2 separate regions of the Cyprinus carpio genome follow, and region 1 is linked to region 2. A link is a contact called in public Hi-C data. All regions are on one chromosome and are shown on one strand. The core of a region is the stretch at or near the end of the contact, and the rest is flanking DNA. Distances in the headings are between cores, read along the strand shown. Region 1 overlaps wt1b (WT1 transcription factor b). Region 2 holds the start of LOC109069418 (transmembrane gamma-carboxyglutamic acid protein 4-like).

The links. A called contact is a pair of places that touch in the nucleus more often than the background predicts.
Region 1: a contact with region 2 is called in a Hi-C map of liver, with 2.9 times the contacts expected there. The contact joins the enhancer-like site here to the promoter of LOC109069418 in region 2. A contact is called at or near these places in 2 of 8 Hi-C or Micro-C datasets (liver and skeletal muscle).

Annotation. Positions count from the first base shown.
Region 1 is chrB18:3,883,516-3,890,922 of ASM1834038v1, forward strand. wt1b (WT1 transcription factor b) reads left to right here. Exons shown (of 9, transcript XM_042743724.1): 3 at 1,015-1,105; 4 at 5,042-5,122; 5 at 6,305-6,410; 6 at 7,310-7,407. Among protein-coding and RNA genes, the nearest start is that of wt1b, 6.1 kb to the left of the region's middle. Within about 2 kb of position 5,681, at least 2 of the 8 cell types and tissues checked have an H3K27ac peak or open chromatin away from gene starts, as enhancers often do. A contact at or near this core is called in liver, where this site is marked.
Region 2 is chrB18:3,844,337-3,851,698 of ASM1834038v1, forward strand. It overlaps LOC109069418 (transmembrane gamma-carboxyglutamic acid protein 4-like), which reads right to left and starts at 2,178. Exons shown (of 7, transcript XM_042743599.1): 1 at 1,981-2,178; 2 at 1,576-1,685; 3 at 1,159-1,322; 4 at 853-880; 5 at 95-233. The coding sequence starts at 1,675.

The DNA.
Region 1 (7,407 bases), core at 4,431-6,930, 43 kb after region 2:
CAAAAGTAAAGCCTTTGCAGGTTGATTTCCATGTACAGTGTAAATACAGTTTGTTTGAGCATCCTGACCAGTCTGACACAGCACAATATCACGCACTTCACCTATAAATGCTTTGCACTCCCTTGTGAAAAATAAGTGTGCTGAATTGTATTGAATGTAGTGTACTTCTAGTGTACTTCAAATCTTAATCTTTTTTTAAAGTATATTAAAAACACTGTACTTGCCGATAATATATTATTAATTAAATAAAAAGTGCTTTAAGAGTACACTTTCATGAACATGTTTCTCGATGTACACTTTTAAAAATCATGCAATTGTCCAAAAAGTGTCCGTATATTGATTTGAAGTGTATTATTACAAAAATCTCTTTTAAAAGTTATGCTAAAATGTACTTGTTTTTCACTAAGGCTATGTAGAATAGAGTGAATTTGTGAGTGTGCATTTAAGTATAGTATGACAAATAAGAGGTATAGCTATCTGGAGACCACTGTATCCGCACGGATCATCTCGAGGTTAAGTGTCAGATGGAGTTTTAATGTCAAGGCATATTTTTCCCCCCTTGCTCTCATTTTTACCTCTCTGTCTCTGTCCTCGAACACTCATAACACTGTATGCAACCGTTTCTAAGTTCATTAAGCATAAATTATGCTGGCATAAATTACCGCCACTCATTTTTTCGGGCAGCTGAGAGGAGGAAGCAGAATTGTGGATGTGCAGAAGAATGTTTAGTGCTGCCAAGGGACTGATTCCCTGCCTATTGCCCTAAGAAATGAACAGAGTGCTCTCAGAAACTCTGCTGACTGCTTTATGGTCTCAGGGAGCCCTGCGCTGTTTGGATAACCGCAGTAAAGATGAGGCCACACTCTCTGTTAGCTCTGCTGTAAAACGCTTTGTTTCACTTGTAAACAGGAAAACTGAAGTATGAGGTCTTTGAAGAGGACTTTCTTTCAGATATTGCTTATATATATGCTTTTTGAGTGTTGTAATTTGCGCTTTGATTTTGTGAATATGCAGGTGAGCAGCAGTACTCCGTCCCACCGCCTGTCTACGGGTGCCACAGTCCTCCTGACAGTCAGACCATGCTTTTGAGAAATAGCTTCAACAGGTACCTTCTTTACCGTTGATTATTAGTGTAATAAGAGATGTAATTAAGCATTACATGATTTCCTAATTATGAGTTTTGAAACTTTACTTGAGTAAATATCGAGTTAATTGTTGAGTTGAATCCCAAGGTGTGATTCATCGTGCATGAAATAATAACAATAAAAGTGCAATAAATTGCATCATAGAGGAAGCAGCCACGAATTACAAAAAGTTACAAAAATACGCCAAATTGTTTATGCAACTGTTGAAAGAAAGCGATATTCCTAGATGTTATCTAACAACAGCATCTGAGGCGGGTCACAGAAAATTTCTGCTTGTCCCTCAGTCTGCAAAAACACGCAGAAATCTCAAAGGTATTCTGGAGGGTTCGAAAGCGGAGATATTAGGCTGTATATTGTCTAAATCTGTGATTCTCAAAAAACTTCCAAGGAGTTGCTCAAGATGACTTTAAATGGGTCATGGAATGCACATTCAGATCTATTATGTTTCTAGAGGTTTCATTTTCACTCTCTGCCATGAACACACATTTCAAGGGGTGTTGCATCTTTCAGAGAGGCAAGTGAACTTGCAATATGTTTTTATTGTAGAGTAACCTCTAAATATTATATCTCCTTTAATATAGTCTTTTATGTTTTAAATATTAGAGATGCATGGCCATGTTATATAAACATGTTATACATTTTTGTAGTTATGCCAAGCTCTAAAATATTTTATAGAGTATAATTAGTGGGTAAAAAAATGGAAAGGTTATGAGCCTTCGAATATTGTTGTGGACAATGACGGTAAAAAATGAAGAGCAATGATGTAAATTATTATTTTAGTGTTGGCGCTACTGATCTAGGAGGATATACTTCTGGTTTCTCATTTCATATAAAACTTAAAGGGTTAGTTCAACCAAAAATGAAAATTATGTCATTAATGACTCACCCTCATGTCGTTCCAAACCCGTAAGACCTCCGTTCATCTTCAGAACACAGTTTAAGATATTTTAGATTTAGTCCGAGAGCTTGCTGACCCTACAATGAAAATGTATGTACGGTATACTGTCCACGTCCAGAAAGGTAATAAAAACATCTTCAAAGTAGTCCATGTGACATCACAGGGGCCGTTAGAATTTGTTGAAGCATCGACTATACATTTAACTCCAAAAATAACCAAAATTATGACTTTATTCAGCATTTTCTTCTCTTCCGGATCTGTTGTGAGCGCGTTCACAACACTGCTGAAGTGTTATCTTTTCAGTATGAACAGACCTGAGATGAGCAAGACTTTAGACACTTTAGAATACTGTTTCTTGTTTTGTGAACGCACTCACAACAGACCCGGAAGAGAACAAAATGCTGAATAAAGTCATAATTTTGTTATTTTTTGGAGCAAAATGTATATTCGATGCTTCAACAAATTCTAACGGAATTTTCATTTTGGGGTGAACTAACGCTTTAAATGTTGTACTGTGTTTGCATATATATTACTGGATATATATTACCAATACACAATGTTCACATCTTCATGCCTTAAGCCCTATACATTTGATCTACTATCGGTAACATCATTTGCTATCATTTACATCACTTACTTTTCACGCTCTGAAACCCTTCACCTCCCCCAGCTCCACCTTTCTAGATCTGCTATGCTCTTTATGAGTGCCAATTCATGAAGCAAGCATTTACATATTTACTTTTCATGCTCTAAACCCTCCACGTCCCACAGCTCCACCTGTCTAGATCTGCTATGGAGTGTTTATTCCTGCAGCAGCAGCAGCAGCAGCATATCTTACATTCTCACAGTCGGTCTAATTATTGGCAGTAAAAAGTCCATATTGGCTCATCAGCAGCATGGCAGATCTAGTCTCCCAAAGCCAATGCCATTAACATGCTAAAACTATACAGATAGTTGTTGATATTTGGTTGAAATAATTGTAAAATTGTTACACAGCGTGTATTTTGTAATGCTTATTCCAATGCAATGCTTTGGCCCATAGATCTCTAAATACTGTTATTACCGTTTCTTTTCTGTGTAATTAACAACACGTCATATATGCTGCTGATAGAGATGAACTTGAATTGAACTTGGGACGTTTTTTTAAAAAGGCGCATTAATTAATGTAAGAAGTAAAATATGTATATTGCTGATTTGTGATTTGGCCGTGGCACAGCCCCCTCTGGTTTCTGAGTGACTGAACTGAACGTCAGTGAGGCCCAGTCTGGATGGCTCAGATAAATCCTGAGTAAGTCTGCAGTGAGTCTTGCTGCCTGCACAAAGGTTAAGAACTGCACAGCAGCTCTCAGCAGGCCAAAATACACTCACAGTGATCTACTGCCCTTTTCCTCCAAATTCCTCTTCCCATCTCTGCCTGGCCCTCCCCAGAGACACGAGAGGACAGAGAGAAAGAGTTATGTATTCAAAAGATGAACTTTATTGTGAGAAGAGGAAAGCAGAATATCATTATATAACATTTTACACTACCATTCAAAACTGCCGTTTTCAAAAGTTTTTGAAATAGTATTATCATTTAAAATAAATATTTTAATTGGAATATATTTTCAAATGTAATTTATTCCTGTGATGCAAAGCTGAATTTTCAGCATCATTACTTCAGTCTTCAGTGTCACATGATCCTTCACAAATCATTCTGATTAGTATCAGTGTTGAAAACAGTTGTAATGCTTAATATTTTTGTGAAAATGATTATATATATTTTGTGGAAACAATGATATATAAGGTAAGAAGAACAGCATTTTTTGAAAAAAAATTTTGTTACACTGAATAATTTTACTGTCACTTTAGATCAATTTAATTCATCTTTGCTTAATGAAAGTATCAATTAATAGGATAAAAGATTCCTTAAAAGAAAGGTGAAGAAGAAGAAGCAGCAGTTAAAGAGAACTGTAGCTTTTCATCAGTCCCAAAGGAATTAGTGTGCATTCTTCAAATACTTCTCTCATGTTGTTTAGAGAAAAGCAGATCACAGAACCCGAAATAAGGCATCCAGTTTTGATAAGACGTGATTGCAACATCCCCACTATTGCCCTTGCTGTCTGGAGTACAGCAGTGCTTTTGGAAACTCGCTTGCATCAGCCTGGTCCTGTTGCAGTGTGTTCCGGTGACCTCACAGACCTCCTTTTCTTGCCAATAAAGTTAGATTAGAGGGGAGCGAAAAGGGAAATTCCACCTTATTTTTACCAGTGTTTGGCATAGAAACGGTCTCTTGCATTTTGAAACACTTTATTTATTGGAAAGCAATGTGGCAACACCACCACCAACTACTTTATTTTCTGATAATTATATTATATTACATTATATTATTATTCAACTATAAATAATTAACTAAATGGTTGCAACCACAACAACTATTATTAAATCATCATTATTATCGTTAATAATAAATAATAGTGTATTTTGATACATTTTGTACCTCTAAGAATCTGGCTGACCTTCAAAATCTGCTACTTCAGCCCACAGAAAAGGGACAGACAGCGTATGAGTCAAGATCATTTCCCCAAATCCTCCCCACAATACCCAGAAATCTCTGTGACATCACACTATTACATGACTGTGCCAGGCACTCATCTCGCCAGCCAGGACCACGTGAGAGCTAGCTGAGACGCAACACTTCACAACATGTGGTGAAACGCAGCAATGTGTGTTTCCACTGTGCCAAACAAGCCTCCAGTTTTGCTGCTTCCTTAGAAAACAGTTATGAATCAGCGGTGATGATTAGAAAGAGACACCAGCACAACACATTGCTGACAAATCTGCACTTCTAATCAGCATAGGAACCAGAAAAATAACATGGAATGAAAAAAAACATTGATTTACAAATCAAAATTCCTATTTTTGGTGTGCCTCCTTCCTTTTAAAAGTGTTGTGTTTCTTGAGAAGCTGAGCCATGAAAGTGACGTCACATGACTGTGATTGATCTCTTCTGTCCTGGCAGTGATAATCTCTACCAAATGACGTCTCAGTTGGAACGTGTTACCTGGAATCCCGTCAGCTCGCTGACACCCAGCATAAAGAGGTACAGACGTTCTCATATCAGCACCTGTGCTTAAAAAATAACCTCAAATTATTTGAATTCCTTTCCTTTCCTTTCCTTTCCTTTCCTTTCCTTTCCTTTCCTTTCCTTTCCTTTCCTTTCCTTTCCTTTCCTTTCCTTTCCTTTCCTTTCCTTTCCTTTCCATCCCCTCCTTTACAAAACTTTCCTTTCTTTAAGAAGGACAGAAAGACCCCCCTTATTATTTTTACACCCCCCCTCACCTCTCTTCCCATTTTCTTCTTGTCTTCTCAGCCGTCGTCTGCCCTATTTTAATTAGTGTCTGTTTTGAAGGAAGGCCTCACTGTCCTCTGATGTGACAGCACTTTGAAACAAAAGTACAGACTGAAGTAGGAGCATGAATCATGCTGCGCTGACAGCAGAGGAGATAGGAATGGATCCTGCTCAGTCAACCAGTCCAACCCAGATAGAGTGTCTGACCTTGGATGTGTTGAAGGGGCAGTTCAGGGCAGCATGTTTTTGTGTGTGAGAGAGAGACAGAGAGATGTTGAAATAAAGAGATGTAGAGTAGCTGAAGGGCAGAGGGGAAGTCCCAAAGCATTTTGGGAATTTAGTGATTGAGTGAATATGTGCTTGTCTATAGACAGATGAGTAGGTGACTGGGACACTGGACAGAATATTTATGCCGGCTGTCCAGATAAAAGATTTGGTATCCCCCTTCCTCACCCCAATGACATGACAACAGGGTGTTTATCTGCTGAAGGGATGAATGGTTGGGCTGTGGGAGGACTGGACCAGCAATGGCTGAAAATTGTGTAGTTTGAGGTGTGAAGTGAGTCAGAAAAGAAAAAGCTTTATAGGTCTTCAGCTCTTCATCCGTTACTGCCCACACTACAAATCCCCCTCCAGACTCATCTTTTACTTTACTATCATTAATGACAGTTGAGGCTGTTTTACACAGTTATTTTTAGATATAACAACATCCTTTTGTTAATAAGGAGGAAAAGCTGATTCATATATAGCAGAGCTATTAAGACATGTTCAAATCTGCCTTTTCTGAGAATCTTTTATAGGTTATAGAGTCATATTTACATCGCACTAGATAATATGTCAGCTCTGTTTGAGAAGTCTCTCTGTTCTCTGTGAGCGGTTTTGTTTTATGAATAACTGCAGTTATGTGTAACTACTCTCTGTCTTTGTGTCCAGTCACAGCGGTGGTTATGAGGCCGAAGCGTCTGCAGGAGCTCCGCTGTTGTACAACTGCAGCACTCAGTATCACATACACACACATGGTGTGTTCAGAGGAGTACAGGTGGGTGATTGCAAAAACACACACTCAAACACAGAGACAAACTCATATCCATTTTACTTGTGCACACATTAAGTGCGTTGTAATTAAAGGGATAGCTCACCCAAAAATGAAAAATCTGTCATTAATAACTCATCCTCATGTCCATAAGACCTTCGTTCATCTTCAGAACACAAATGAAGATATTTTTGATGAAATCTGAGAGCTTTCTGACCAATGAATATAATAATTTCCATATATAATAAATTAAAAGTGCCTCAGACGAAACACAAAAAAGCGGTCATTGCTTTCAGAGGTGGATGCTGCCTAAGACAATTATACAGAAATACTTTGATGACAGACTTTGCTCAGGTTATTAAGAATAACCATAACAACATTTCAAGTCACTTGACTTTTTTGATGGACATGGAGGAACTTTTTTGCAAGATCCATTTCCATCTCCCTTTATTCGCATGAACCCTTTTCACACTTAAAAACCACCTCGAGTGAGCATAAAAACTTTTTTTGTGAATTAAAAGGATTTTTTTTCATCACTGTTTTCTTATGTGATATTTCAAAATGTGCATAAAAATACGGTGATGAAAACATGGCTACTGCTTCAGTCTGTAGTGTTTGTATGGCCTGAATCAAGATCCATCAGAGCTTGAGAAAACTGATACTGTCCAGAGAATAGTGTGCATGTATGCATGTTTATAACTTTAGTTTAAAGCTTTCCTCTAAAGGCTTTTAAAAGCTAAATTGATATTTAACAGGCCACAAGATAAGAGGCTTTGTTCAGATGCAGAACTCATCCAGGGTTTGGTAATGCAGCAGTTAAAGCAAACAAAGGCTCAGAAGTGCAGAAGAATTGGCAAACAGAGTTTGTTGATTGCCAATTATTCTGTTTTTATTTTTTTCTCCAGGATGTGCGGAGAGTACCAGGCATCGCTCCCTCCACTAAATCATCAGAGAGCAGTGAGAAACGGCCTTTCATGTGTTCTTACCCCGGCTGTAGTAAGAG
Region 2 (7,362 bases), core at 928-3,427:
TCAGTCTCTCCAGTCCCTACAGTAAATGAAAACTCAGTTCTCATAATTCCCAACATAGAGAATGTGCTTCACACTTGTTATCGTGAAGCCTTACCTTCGGAAGCCATGGTCTTTATGCCTCCCCTGGCACAAGTACCAGATGAGGAGGCCAACTATAACAATAAAGACTCCAGCGGAGATGATGCCCACCAGCAATGCTGTCACATCAACTTTTGATTGGGATTCATCCTTATCTATGAATACAGGAGGAAATAGTTATCATAAATCTAATAATAAAGTCCATTTAAAATACAGTTTTTATTTAATGACTATTGTTATTTATATATATGACAGTGCTTTGTGCATAAATTCTTTGAAATAATAGAAGTTAGTACATACACTACTGGTAAAAAGGATCACGTGACACTGAAGACTGGAGTAATGGTGCAAAAAAATTAGCTTTGCATCACATGAATAAGTTACATTTCAAAATATACAGTCATTTTAAATAACATTTCACAATATAACTGTTCTTACTGTATTTTTGATTAAATAAATGCAATCTTGGTGAGCTTAAGAGTCTTAAAAGTCCAAAAACATTCAAATAATCTTAATAATTCCAAACATTTTACTGATAGTGTACATGTAAAGGATTACACACAAACGGAAAGCAAAAAACACAGATTTTTTTTTTTTTTCAGACACACACGACGACACAATGAAGAAATGGTTTAAAATGAAACTTTAGTGAACTGGGAATATTAAAATAATATGCAAAGAACTCTGGATGAACGGGTTTCTTTTAGTAGATAAACATTTGAAGAGTCGAGTGTTTTTTCTAATCATTCAGGTGTATGCATGACAAAAACTCACCCTTTGTATATTTCCTCCAAAAGTCATTCTGTCAAACCAAAAATTAAATGCGAATTAAATTCATGTCCAGTATGAAATAAACAAATGGGTGTTAATATCAAAAAGCACTGATAATCAGATGTTGGGAGTGAAAGGAGTGTGTCGCTGGTGTCACTTTTTAATCATCATCCTCACTTGTACTGTTATCTGCCCAAATCCAACCCATGGGCAAGTACACATGACAATGTCGTTTAACTAGGAGTGGTTGTCACAGCCTGTGTAATGAATAAAATTCATTAGTCAACAATAATAACTGGATTACTCAACTGTATCAGGGATATTCTCAAAGACTTCCCGAGCCTCCTCGTAACTGCATATCTCCTCGTTACACTCCCGCTCTAGATTCCCCGGGGTGAAGACCTCGAAGTCGAAGCGGTTGAACAGCAGGCGACGTCCTAAAAATGTGTTGGCCTCCTGGTCCACAACAAACACTACACAGCACCAATAAATACGTCAAATGTGACTGAAAATACAGTGTCATGCAATAATCAGACATAATGTTACATATACTTAAACTTTGATAGAGATGTAAAGTTCATCTGCATACATAAGCATAAAAATACATACACTAAGTCACTTATCATATCTTATCCTATCTTAGATCATGCTAGGATTTTAACAGGAGTATGTGCATTCGTTATTGTGTTTAAAAACAAAATGTAAATGTTTGAAAGCATTGCCCACCTTCACTGTCTTGATCTGCTGGTGTTTGCAGGGTTTTTCTCACACATGCACAGTGTCCACATAAAGTGAAATGACACAGCAGGAGGACAAATATAAGCATTTCTAGTCAACTGTGGGAGAAAAGGACAAAAATCTGCTCAACCACAAGGAAAACAAGACTGAATTCCACTGAAATACGCAATAAGAAGAGAAGAAAAAAAAAAAAAAAAAAAAAAAAAAAAAACCTTGGTTACTACAATTTTACTTTAATAAAAGCATCATGTTTAATTCTCGTAATGGAAACACACACACCCATGTTGTGCTATTCCAGAAGTTGAGATTCCAATTCGATTTTAATATGAAAAAGTCTTCAGCTTTAAAGGTCGAAACCGAAAGAATGTGAAGGAAGCTTATCAAAGTACTCACCTTTCGGTGTTAGTTTATATTTCCAGAGAATAGGGTTAGCGTTCGACTTTAATTAATTTCCACAGAGCACCTGAAGACGTTCATGTTTTGGACGAAAAGTCATTTGTTGCGTTCCAGGAAATTAACGTTACAGTTTCCGTTTACAACACACACACACACACACACACACACACACACACACACACACACACACACACACACACACACACACACACACACACACACACACACACACACACACACACACACACACACACACACACACGGCTGAACTGGGAAACACCTGCTCAGACTTGAATAATCGATCGCTGCAAATCCCGATTTCACCGAAACCTACTATGACGAAGGATTAGCTCATGAATATTTATTACGTTATATGACGTTTGCGTAGAACGACTACTTGGTTCGCCGAAAGGCCGACGTTGTGAGCGAATTCTCAAAATTTTCAAATTTATGTAACTGAAAAAAAAAAAAAAAAAAAAAAAAAAGCCTTCGTCATAGTAGGATTCTTAATTTATTCCCACTCGAAACTGCATGGGTGCTTTCACATACTCTACTAATGGGGTTTATTTTAACATTTTGCATCTATCCTGTCAGTGCTAAACAAGCTTACATTCATGACGTTTGTCATTTTTGACAGTTTTGATTGTAATTTTGATTTTAACTTTAGTAAATATGTTTTCTCCACTGTGAAGACATTATTAGCCTAGATTTTATGAAAACAAAAGAGACAAGGCTCTTAGACACGTTAACCTTTTAGTTTGTTTACCAAATTTCTTATTCGCAATTAAGGAACAATAAAATTATATATACGAAAAATTCGAAAAAGGGATAGTTTACCCAAAAATAAACATTAATCTGCCTCAAGTTGTTCTTCTGTTGAAATTTTATTTTTAAGAGTATGATTAAGTGAACAGCTGATGGACCCCACTGGCTTCCACAGTGTGGAAAAAGGATACAAATGAAGTTAACAGGGACCATCAAATCTTTGGTTACACACATTTGTCGAAATATATTCTTTTGTGTTCTGCAGAAGAAAGACATTCATACAGGATTGGAATAGCTTGAGGCTGAGTAAATGATGTCAGAGTTTCCTTTTTATTGTTTTATTGTTTCTTATTTATCCAGCCACAGGTGGATGTTACTTTCATGAACCACTAGATGGCAATGAAAACTTTCTGTCCACAGTTCTTGTGTTTAAAAGCTTTGAGCAAATGTTTAATTTAATTTTCAGAATCGTGTGAATCAAAACATTCTATAAAATTAAATGTAAATAGTAACACAAAATATTAAACTATTTTTTTTTAATGAGAAACAATTAATTCATTAATTATTTCCTGAAAATAACTTTTTACCTTTATTTCATAGTATATAGTTTACTCGTTATTTTAATATCACTGAGATACTATTATAGGTTTATATATATATATATATATATATATATAAATCACTATATATATATATATATATATATATATATATATATATATATATATATATATATATATATAAGGATTGTTTTTATTTTTATATTTTTGGTTTTCATTTTAATTTTAGTTGACGTCTTACTAATTTTGTTGTGTGTTTCTCTCAGTTTGAGTCATTTTTTGTCATTTTAGTTTAGTTATGTTATTATTTTTCAACTGGCTCAGTTAAATAAATAAATAAATATGTATGTATGCATTTATTTATTTACAACCAACACCAGTAGAGAACACCACTAATAGAAAAATAAAAAACTTATGTATACTGAGAAAATTGACAATTTCCAATCTTCAGACTTAAGCTGACATCTAAAATCTAGATTGTAAACTGGAGACTAAAGCACTGTCTCTGACCCTTGAGGAGTGCAGGATATAATTACAGACTGCATGTTTGTAATTAACCTCAGTTATTTCTGGTCCAAACAACTCCCAAGAGCATTGTTAAATGTACAGAAGCACGTCTTGAACTATATAAAAAACATTTACCAGGACCGTATGTATGTTCATGTCATCTATGAAACATCAGCAAGGCTCTCAATGAATTACCATGCAGCTGAAAAGATGACTTCATGCTCCATGGAGACCGCAAAAAACAAATACATTTGTATAAATATCTTGAACATATCAAGCAGCACAGACAAACCTCATCACTTTATAACCTGATTGCCTCATAGCTATGCTTTCTGGGGAAAGCAACTCCTCCTCTGCCTCACCCAGATGATCTTCAGCCAGGAAAAGTCCCCAGTTTAACAGCAGTGATGTATTTGTGCTCCTCCTGGAGACTGGTGCTAATTGAACAGTAATAGGCTGCACTATTTCAGCAGGGGTCTGGACACTGTTGCCGCAGCATACTATGGCAAGCTGTTTTAACATTTAATGCAAAACCTACTAGTATCTATTTTAATGCTACTAGTATTAATGTATGTGTGCATTTATTTATTTGTAATTATTATTATTGATCTTTTTTTTAGCTAACCAGTATATATTCCATCAAGTACTAGTAGGCTTCTTAGCTGCTAGTGTGTATTCTTTAGCTAATAGTACTGATTTATTAGATACTAGTTCATATTTATTAGATACAGTGTATATGTGTATTGAAGAAGTGTATTGAAATATAGTGACTACTGTTATTCCACTGTTACTAGTAACACATTTCAAATGTTTACCATTGAATTCTGTGGGTATCTGTCATTCAGATATCAACTATTCAGTATTCATTAGATAATAGAACTTATTGAATAAAAACTATTACTTTTCAGTAGATACTAGTAAATCCAATTTATTCATTAGGTACTAGTAGGCTACTTATTTATTAGACACTACTATCTTTTTTTATTCTGAAAGGTGTCATATGATGCTACATGCACTTTTGCAAATTGTTTGAACTGAAAACGTGTGTTGGCAGTGTGTGTACACAACCACCCTAAAATGATTTAAAAAAAAAATTAATCTGCTCAAATCTTTACGCCTTTCTCAAATCAAGCTGATCTTAGATGCCTGTCTTTGTGACATCACAAAGACAGGCCCCTCCCATTATTGTTTAATTGACAGTAGCATTTCAGCATAGTCTGGAATGGTGTCTTACCTTACACCCGCCCTGAGTGACTGTCATCAGTCCACCATTTTTCACCGCCGGAGCAGATGTAGACAAGAATGACTCCTAAGAGATTGAGGTGTTTTGTTGTCGGATGTAATAATGAACATAGCAGTCGTCATTTACTCCCGACATCTGAGCCGTTGAAGATGCAGTGGATTACGTTTGTTTTTGAAGGGAATGCGCCCCCGATCTACATAAATGCATCTACGTTTGCGCGAATCATTCATGATCCAGCAAGTGAGTGTAAGGTTTTTTTTAATGAAGCTTTGCAAATCGCCTTTCCTAATAATGTGCTCATTAGCAAGTTTCATGATGAACGCGGCTAAAGTAAACAGTACCTCAGAGAGCAGCATGGAAGAGCGGGGCGGGGTCAGCAGAGCCCATTAACATTTAAAGGAAAATTCTTCAAAACTGTGTGCTCTCAAAAGAGCTGTTTTTGACAGGGTAAAAAAGGTGTTTTTTGCACTACCATTGAAACATTTTAACCAAACTATGTTACAGACTTTTCATTAAGACCCTAAAAAATAATATCAACTTGTGGAAAATGGGCATCCTATGACCCCTTTAGCAAATCTTATACTAACTACTTTTTAATAAATACTATCTATTTAATAAATAAGTATCTATTTAATATAAATATATTTAATAAACCATTTTTTTATATTAGAATTATGAAAAAGTGGTTGGCACCAATAGCCTCGTGGCCAGCCCTTCGGGCGTCCTGTGTTCGAGTGTCGGTTTGCGGACCTTTCCCGATCCCATCCCCCCTCTCTCTATCCAACTTCACTTTCTGTCTAGCTACTGTCCTATCAATTAAATGCAAAATCACCAAAAAGTGATTTGCTCTATTTTGATCGCAACCATAGACATCAATGTTTATATCTGACTTTTATCCCAGTATTTCTGTAATAATATGAATGACTGAAAGATAGAAATAATACTGTGTAGTTGAAAAGACTCTTTGTGAAGCTGTTTCTTACCTAAACATGGTAACTATCTGCTCTCTGTGTCAGCAGCTGTGCAAACACAGATTTGAATGTACCGGTATGATTTTTTTCAATGCTAGTAGCTAAAAATGAGTGGGCTTACTAGTAGCATGAAAATAGATTCTATACATTTTAAGGATTAAATCATGGTGACCATACTTCATCTTTTTCCAGGACATGTCCTCTTTTTGGACCTAAAAAATGCATCCGCCCATTATTTCTAAATCGCCCAAAATGTCTGGGAATCAGCTTTTCTTATTCTCTCCTTACTCTCTATCCATGATCAGTCAAATTTGACTCCTGCAGTTGACGTTGGATGCAGGGTTGTCAAGTCCGCATTTTTTCCCATGGAAAGGGCTACTCTTACACTGTTGCCTCTTACACTGTTGCCATCATGCGTCAACTTCGACTGTTGCGTTTACCCTTTTGAACTACAATAACAATACTTTTTGTTGGTTATAATAAACAACTCAGAACAATTATTTTTAGCAAAAAACGCACAGAACAAGAAGTGCGTTACACTTTACTGTGTGCGTGTTCAATAACATGTGCGTCTCTTCTTCAGTAAAAGAAAACAATACAAAACACATGCAAAGTGCTGTCTGACACTGATCACTGGCGGGTGCGGTGTTCTCCGATTGACTCAGATATTACACACAATGTTAAATAGGCCTGGGACCCGAAGTAATAGAATGGGACCCGACCCGGACCCGGCTGACCATTTAAAATATAGACCCGAACCCGTACTGGTTCCAGTTCGAGTCCCAGGTGATTTTTTCCAAGTAAGACATGTTCCTGGATCAACATCTTTGGTTGATCCTGGATCAACATTACTTTCCAAAAATACAGACATAACCCAATCCCTACCCCTAAACCTAACTCTGCCCATAATTTATTCATAGCACCTAACCCTGACCATAAGCATAAAACTGAAATTTCCTGAAGTTATCCCTCTATTCTGATTGGTTGATTGGAATGTTGTTCCAGGATCAACAAGGATGTTGATCAATGAACATGTTGTACTTCTCCTCCGTGAAGACCTCTACTGTGTTTATGATCAATCTGCATAACAGTGACTGTAAAATATATATTTTAGGTATGGAAATGACTATTTTAACCCCCCTCAAATCCCCCTCCCCTCCCCCTCCTCGTCTGCATCCGGTCCTCTTTTTGGAAAACTAATACATGGTCATCCTAATTAAATGTTAAAACGGCTTGCCATACGCGGCCCGCTGCACTGCACTGACCGGTGAGGCAGTTAAGCAGCGTCTGTCCGCACCGAGCCTGGCAGTGAACTGATATAAGAGTCACATTC